Regions from separate parts of the Sus scrofa genome. Here region 2 is linked to region 1. Evidence: chromatin contacts called from public HiChIP or PLAC-seq data. All regions are on one chromosome and are shown on one strand. Each heading gives the region's core, a stretch centred on a gene start, on an enhancer-like site or on the middle of the called end of the contact. The rest is flanking DNA. Distances are from core to core; before and after follow the strand shown. Region 1 overlaps GAREM1 (GRB2-associated and regulator of MAPK protein 1). Region 2 holds the start of GAREM1 (GRB2-associated and regulator of MAPK protein 1).

Region 1 (3,776 bases), core at 957-3,456:
CCCCTCTCAGGCCAGCATGGCAGCATGAGAAGATGGGTTCCTGCCACCCCAGATGGGGCAGGCCTTGGGGTGCATTTCCCCGGTGGTCCATAGAACTCTTGGCCCTGTCTTAGCGTTGTTAGGTGTTAAATGAGGTTTTGTGTGCTGATCTGGCAATTTAATCCCCAACTTTAATCTTGTTTCTCTGGGAACATGTTAGTTTTAAAAAACTAACAAATGAACTTTTGGAATATCATGCATTTGTAAATTGGTGCCTGCCTGTTTTTCTGATAAGGGTGTATCCTGCAGCTGTTCAAATGGGCTCTGTTTAGGGAGGAGGTTGGCAGGGAAAAGGGGGTTCTTGATTGTGCTCTAAACATTGAGACTTTTCAGCTCTAAAAGCCCATTTTAATCATTTTATGTTATTTTTCCTTTTAAATTTGGCTATTTTAGACATCGTGTGTTTGCAGAGAAGAACATGTATTTCAGCCATATATAATTCCATAAATCTACGTTTATCAACAGCTGTGTACCTAGACTGAAGGAAAGATTCCCTTTCACAGTCATTTCTTTATGGCATGGAAATTAATATTTTAATCCATCTTTTCAAAGAATGTACTGAGAATGGTGATATAGGGTAGCGGGTCAGACTGGAGCTGTGATATCGAGTCCTACCGAGCAAAATTGGGGGGTTTTGGGTTAGTGATGTTTTTTGTTCAAATAAGAGGGCTAAAACAGAGAGGTCATTCCTTTAGAAATACTTACATTTCATTTTTCAGTATAATACCTAGAATGTTTATTAACCAGTTTCTAGGACATTGAATGTCGTTCTTGAACTGGTCGTTCTTGAACTGATTATCCCCAGGCTTCTCTTGGTTAAATGCAGCTAAATGAAGCATATATTCATGAACTTGATTGAATTGTGTGAAACTTGTGTCATGCAGGTCTTTTAATCCCCACTGTAAAGCTTTTCATGGAAAAGTCTGAACCTTTATTACTGTATTATTTATATCCAGGTTAAATTAGGGCCAAGAACTCTAATTGTTGTTCTCCTGCTTGCATCAATAGTTTTGCATAAGTCTTCTCTATTGATGATTTGAGTCTGATTAATGAGTAATAAATCTAAAGATAACCTTTTAAAACCATTGGAGAGCCAAGAAAGTGAATATGTAATGGTGATTAAAATGACTAAGACACTCAAATACATTTTGTATGGTGCCTGAGTACTCCTTTCTGGTTTAACACAATTGAATGAAAATTACTTCCTAGTTACAAATAGCATCATTGATGACTTTAAACTTTTTTTAATGATGTAAGGAAATAGAACAGTGCACTGTAAAATTTAAAGTTGAGGAGACAGAAGGACCAAAAGTTTAACCAAAGGACTAAGAAATTAAGCTACAGGATCCTAGAAAAAATGTTTGCTTACAAACGCTTTTGCTATTGTTTGCTCTCTTTCCAGTTAAAAAGAGGAATACTGTTCAAAAACAATGTATTTACCCAAAAAGTAGGAATTATCTAATAAATTGCAATTTTATTGAAATATGGTGGTTTGCATTCCTGATATGCCAAAAAACTTAATGTGGAACAGAAATGTAAAACCTTGATCCACTGGGGTTTCATAGGTGTTAAGAAATTAGAGGGCCATCACTTGGTTTGTTTCTGCAGTGTGAACTTGGATGTTTTTAAAACTCACATCTTTTTATTGTATAAAGTAGAAATGAAAACTCTTCAATTCATAATTTGCTAAAATAAAGGACAAACATCCAAATAAGAACTTTAAGAAGTGATTCACAACCTATGAGTTGATTTGATGTGTAAAAAGCTGTTTTTAAAACTGCGTTTAAAAACTCTGTACATTTCTTAGAAGAGGTGTTAATCTTTAGTTTGAAGCAGTAACAGCTAGACCTCATGTACGGTCAGCAATATTTACATCCACAAGTTTGAGTAGAAATGTTTATCCTTCCTTATACCAAATTTAAATGTGTTTGGGTCCATATTTACTATCTTAAAGACCCTGAAAGACCCTGGCTCTATTTTTAAAGCAGTTGTGACGAGAATGTACTAAGATTAGCCAAAAATCCTAATCAGGGTATGTCTATTGAATTTGAACTGTTATGGGTTATTTTATTCTTACTTTCCAAACTGTAAAGTGGTTATATTCCTTTCATAAATAGGCTTTTTTAAGTCTCCATGTGTATGTATATTTAGAGAGGAGAGAGACTCTGAATGACTCATTCTGAAAGGAGGGGGCAGTTTTTCACTTTTCAAATAGCTTTCTTTTCTCCTTTGCCCATTACTTCACTGAAACTTGCCCGTTACTGTTCATAAAAAGTGTTCCCTTTCTTTTAACTATCTCTACTGGTTGCCAAGGTGTAAATCAGAAAGCCCAAGTTTTCTTTCTTCCACTTCATAAACAAGACTCCGGTCTGCTTCAGACACTTGGAACCCTGCCAAAGTTGTCATGATGATGTCAGTTTACCAAGAATGTTCACATTTCTCATGCTGTGTTCCACATTCCCTGGACTCGAGCAAATGTCCTTTTAGAGCTCATTGAAATTTTAGGGTTAGATTTAAAAAGCATGCCTTGTTTCCAATATTATATGCTACCTTTTCAAAATCAAGGATCCATTTTTAACAGCATGCCAGTTTACAAGCTTACATGATCCTTTTTGTATTTTTCTGGTTAAAAAAATACAGAATGACCAAAAGCTTGTCAGGTGGTGAAACCGGTAAGATTTACTAGTCTAGTAAGTTGAAATTGTATTAATTTATTATTCCCTCACTCAGCAACTGTTTGTTGTATATCTATATTTATAATCCATTTTAATATAGTTACTGATTTTTAAATTTTTACAAATAACAGTGGCCTCTGCAAAGACATAATGTAACTGTTACTCGGTGTACAAAATTCTTAGCTTCCAGTACTTCTTAGTTCTTGTCAAGTTGTTGGAAATCACTATTTTATAGATGCTTATTTCTAGTTATTTAATAATATGCCTGTGCTGGTAAACTTTATGGAAAAGTTAGAAGGACCGGGAAAAGTTCAGTCTGTGATTTCAGAGAACAAAGGTTTAAAATAAATTCATTCTATTTTAAATCAGTGTATTCTGAACAGTTTACACATAAGGAAGTGGACTAAATATGATAACTTCTGTGAAATATATTTGTCCTCAGACACAGTTCTTTGTAAACACCAGAGGATGTTTACATGGATTTCTTGCAGGTAATGTTCATTGATGACCTAATTATCCTAAAAAATAAAATACCAGTTAATAGTTATTTATAAGTATACTTGATTCTTTTTATATCCTCTTATTTGAGTTGGTAAATTACATATTTACAAAATGGAAAGGGGGATTTTCCTTAATACTAATGTTTAAATGGAGCTCTGGTTGACTTTCTAGGCTGAGGTTGCATGTTGCCTACTTCTCATTTCTTTTATGATAATGCGAAATGTAGATAGTTTTCTTGTAATACCCCAGTTTTGACTCATTCAAAATAATGGAACTTCTTGAGACAGATCCTCTAGCCAAATCTAAGACAAGTATTGTTAATCACAGGCAAAACCCTGACCCTCTGCCTCCCTCATTGAGCAGCATAATGTATCCTTTTGATAATTTCTAGAGCATTTTTTTGTGGCTTTTTACAAAAGTTTCAAAACAAGTTTAAACTAGGCAAATTAAAATCTAGTTTGAATTCAGAGATTTTTAAATCTCTATTTTAAGAAATAATTGCAGATTCCAAAAGTAGTTTTTAAATTAGCAAGGAGGCCTCAACCAATGTTTCCTTCCTGT
Region 2 (3,776 bases), core at 940-3,439, 120 kb before region 1:
GCAAAAAAAAAAAAGAATTTGTAGCTCATTAAAATTTTTTCCCTTTCATACTCAGAACTGAAAACCCTTCTGCAAGGTCAGCAATAAGAGCAAATCTAATGTAAATCTTTACTGATTTAAAAAAAGATGATTGCATTAATCTTACTTTTTCTCTTGTCTTTAGGTCATAAGTCACCAATCTTTTTGAGAGGGAACTACTTTTCCTATTCCCTGAAGCTTGTAAAGAGGATATAACAGTAGCATAAAGTTATTTTTTCAATCAATCTACCATATAAGGCTCAGGATCTACCAACTGGTGGAAGGAACCCTGACCCTACTCATTCTTAAATGTTGTATCATTTTTGGAGTCTGCGCTCTATTTCCAGAAATGATTAAGTATTAAAGTAGAAAAAAAATTAGCTGGCACTTAGTCCCTTATAATTAAAAAAAAAATCTCCTTCTGTGGCAAAACTTGGAACTTTATGGATGTGTGATTGAGTCAAACGTACACGAACAGCTTTCCCACTTTTTTTTCAAGACTCTCCCAAAAACTTAACATCAATGACACAAAGGTCAAAGTTTTCAGCAAAAGAATTTTGTGAGAATTATTGCCAGTGCTTCTAAGTGAAAGGGCAGGGAAATTGGGAGTGGAGGAATTTCTGTGTTTTTCTTCAATTGCTGTAGAGAGGTTTATTCATTGCCACAGCCCTAAGCCAGAGCACTGAGAGGCTGGTGCATGTTTTCAAGTCCCCTTGGGCAGGTCAAGCAGATGCTTGTTCTGGCTCATTATGCACCAAACACTGAATATGTGGTGAAAAATATTAAGAATTGATAGGCAACCTCTTCATCTGGCAACTGCTCACCTGTTTCCGGGTAAAGTAACGCTAAAAAAAGAGATTAGCACAGAAAAGTCAGTAAGTGCCTAAAGAAACAGGAATCTCACTCACAGTCACCTTTACATTCTGAACTCTCTCTGCAAGTGGGCAGGCCTTACTCAATACTGGGGAAAATAAAATAGTTATCATGAAAAGCAGACAGAAGGTTTGAATCCTGGCAAGACTGTCTACAAGTTATATAATCTTGCCAAACTCCCTAAATTCTTGGTACGCATATAATTATCACCGGAATTATTCCAACCTTTTAAGGTTGGGAGAGAAATAACTGAGAAAAGCATGTGACAAAAACTGGTGTCCCAGGAACCCCTGGCGTGTCTCTGGCTGTTGGTGGCCTCATCTTCCGCAGTCTCCAGCAGCTGTCCATACAATGAAGGTACTAAATCGAGTCACCTTCCCTTATGTGGGCACTGATTATTCATTACCTTTCTGCTTCTCGGTGCTTCGGCCTTTGTCTTTCTGCCTAGCAGCCAAAGTCCAGACTGGATGGAATAACTTCAGCTGCTTTTTTGTAAACTTGTAGGGTTGGCGGGAGGCGGCGGACGGGGGTCGGGGGGCAAGGAATGCTCCCCGCCTGCCCTTCCCAGCTCTGTCCGCGGCACTCTCAAGAGATGGACACCAAACAGATCACTTTTGTGCCCTGGAGTAGCAACTCCGGTACCAGGGTGGACTGGAGAAGTGCCTGACAACGCCTAGGAAAGATTCCTAAGTTCGCTGCGTTCCTCCAGGTCGCCCCACAAGAAGGCACAGCGCAGCGAAGGAGTCCGGGCGCGCGGTGGCGCCGGGCAAGGCTGCAGGGCGCCCGAGCGGTCGGACGGGGGAGCGAGAGCTAAAGCTTGCGGAGCTTCTCGAGCGGCCGGGGCCGCGGCGGGACCCGGGAGCCGTTGCCAAGCTGAGCTCGCCGGACCGCGAGAGGCGGAGGCCGCGCCGGAGGCGGGGCCAGACGGGGCGGGGCGGGGCGGGAGGCGCCGGGGAGGCGGGGGCGGGGGCGGTGTCTCCCAGAGCTGCGCAGGCGTTGCTCGCACCTTGTTGATTAGTCAGTGCTGGGAGCGCTGCTATGGCGTTTCTCAGACCCGCGGCTCCTCCTCACACACTCGAGGCGGAGGGAAGGAGGGGTAAGAGGAGGAGGAGGCGAGCGGGCGGCCGCCGCAGCTGCAGACCCGGGGCCAGAGAAGGAGGCGGAGCGGGAGCCGCCGCAGCTACCCCGGCCGCCGCCGCCCGCCGCCGTGGGGCTGCTGCGAGTCCTCTCCGGGCTTGAGGGCACGCGGGGCGCCCCAGCCATGCCCCGCAGCGGCAGCTGAGCCGGCCGCGGGCCCCCTCCTTCCCTCCCGGCCGCCGCGCCCCCGGTCAGCCCGCGGCGGGAGTGCCCGGCGCCCCCCGCGCGCCCCAGACCACGAGCGCGAGCAGCGGCGGCCGCCGAGGTGGTGCCGGCGGCGGCGGGAGCGCGGGGCCGGAGGAGGCGGGGAAGATGGACCCGGCGCCCTCGTTGGGTTGCAGCCTCAAGGATGTGAAGTGGAGCTCGGTGGCCGTTCCGCTCGACCTGCTGGTCAGCACTTACCGGCTGCCCCAGATCGCGCGGCTGGACAGCGGTGAGTCCCCGCCCGCGGACCGCAGTCTCGGCGCGGCTGTGCGCGCGTGTAGCTCGGGAGGGTGGGACCCGGTGGGAGTGGGCTGCCCACCCCTGTAGCGTTGGACTTGGACAGAGCGGCTGCCGCAGCCTGGCGCGTTGCTCTGAACTCCCCCCCCCCCCCGCCCCAGCAACCTCTGGAGATGTGAAAATCACAGCCCTTGCAGTGTAATTAAAAAGGACGCAAAAAAAAAAAAAAAAAAAAAAAAAAGTAAGGAAACCTCTGCAGATAGTAATCTTGGAGGCGAGCTGTCCCTCCCCTCCAGCCTGTAGGAATTACTCAACCTGGAAAACCCTGAAGAGTTGTCTTAGACAACTTTCTTACAAAATAATTGTGCTTTGGGTGGCATCTTTATTTTGGATGCTCTCCTCCCCCTTCCCCTCCCCCACAAGAAGCAGATTTTAGGGGAAAAGCTCCTGGGTGACCAATGAAAGGGATCACATTTCTTGGAGACCTTTCATTACGGCTTGTCTGTTTGGTTTCACTGAACTGAAAGTAATTTAGGGCTGTGTGTAGAAAATGTTTTTAGTGGAAGTGATGGTATGCTTAAGGTTAATTATTAGCGCATTTCGAGCCTGGAAAAAATTGAAACCTATATTGACTTGGAACCTGAGCTCAGAACTAAGAAATGCTTGTTTCCTCAAATTGTCAACCAGAAACCAATCAAACGTCTCCCAGCTGTTTGTTCTGCAGGGTGACATCTGCAAACAAGTAGATAGATGTGCATACTGTCAAGCAAGTATATACCTTTCAGTTTGAGAGTTGTGACATACAAGGTGGCAATTTAGGTGTGTTTTGTCTTTTGTGTTTTCATGATAACTTCCGTTGATTTTGGCTTCATAGGATTTCAGAACGTTGGCAGAAACAAGCTGCTGCCGGGCTGCTCGAAGCACCTGGACCCAGGCTGGCAGACAGGCAGATAGAGCTCTGATCACACAGGCCAAGTCAGGAGAGCACTGAGCAGGAAGATGTCATTTCAAGTCACAAGGACTTGGGTTACTCCTTTTCTGGAGTACTGTGTGTGTAACATGAGACATATAACCGTCCAAAGGCATTTTTGTTCCCTTTCTTATCTGTGGGGTTAGTTAGATTAGACATTTGAAGTACTGATTTGAAAAATAAAGGCAAGCAAGAAAGTTCATGAAAGCTGGAAAACAGCCTTGGCATGCTTGCTGGCCTTGTTTAGTTGCTGGTGGTAAGGGTGGGCATTGAGAATAAATTAGGAGTTTTAAAACTAGTAATGAAGTGCAGATGAATTCAGGGAAGGGTAGGTGGT

What was found. HiChIP or PLAC-seq counts read pairs in DNA pulled down with a chosen protein or histone mark.
Region 2: an H3K27ac HiChIP or PLAC-seq map of skeletal muscle shows a contact between it and region 1. The contact joins the promoter of GAREM1 here to the enhancer-like site in region 1. A contact is called at or near these places in 1 of 5 promoter capture datasets (liver), 5 of 47 Hi-C or Micro-C datasets (fetal heart ventricle, fibroblasts, heart right ventricle and 1 more) and 1 of 2 datasets of contacts at active chromatin or transcription factors (skeletal muscle).

The regions. Positions count from the first base shown.
Region 1 is chr6:116,204,856-116,208,631 of Sscrofa11.1, reverse strand. The region is part of intron 2 of GAREM1 (GRB2-associated and regulator of MAPK protein 1); the gene reads left to right. Among named protein-coding and RNA genes, the nearest start is that of GAREM1, 120 kb to the left of the region's middle. Within about 2 kb of position 2,206, at least 24 of the 83 cell types and tissues checked have an H3K27ac peak or open chromatin away from gene starts, as enhancers often do. A contact at or near this core is called in skeletal muscle, where this site is marked.
Region 2 is chr6:116,323,266-116,327,041 of Sscrofa11.1, reverse strand. It overlaps GAREM1 (GRB2-associated and regulator of MAPK protein 1), which reads left to right and starts at 2,189. Exons shown (of 6, transcript XM_003482054.4): 1 at 2,189-2,461. The coding sequence starts at 2,341. LOC102163160 (a long non-coding RNA gene) reads right to left here and starts at 1,805. Exons shown (of 3, transcript XR_298647.3): 1 at 1,298-1,805.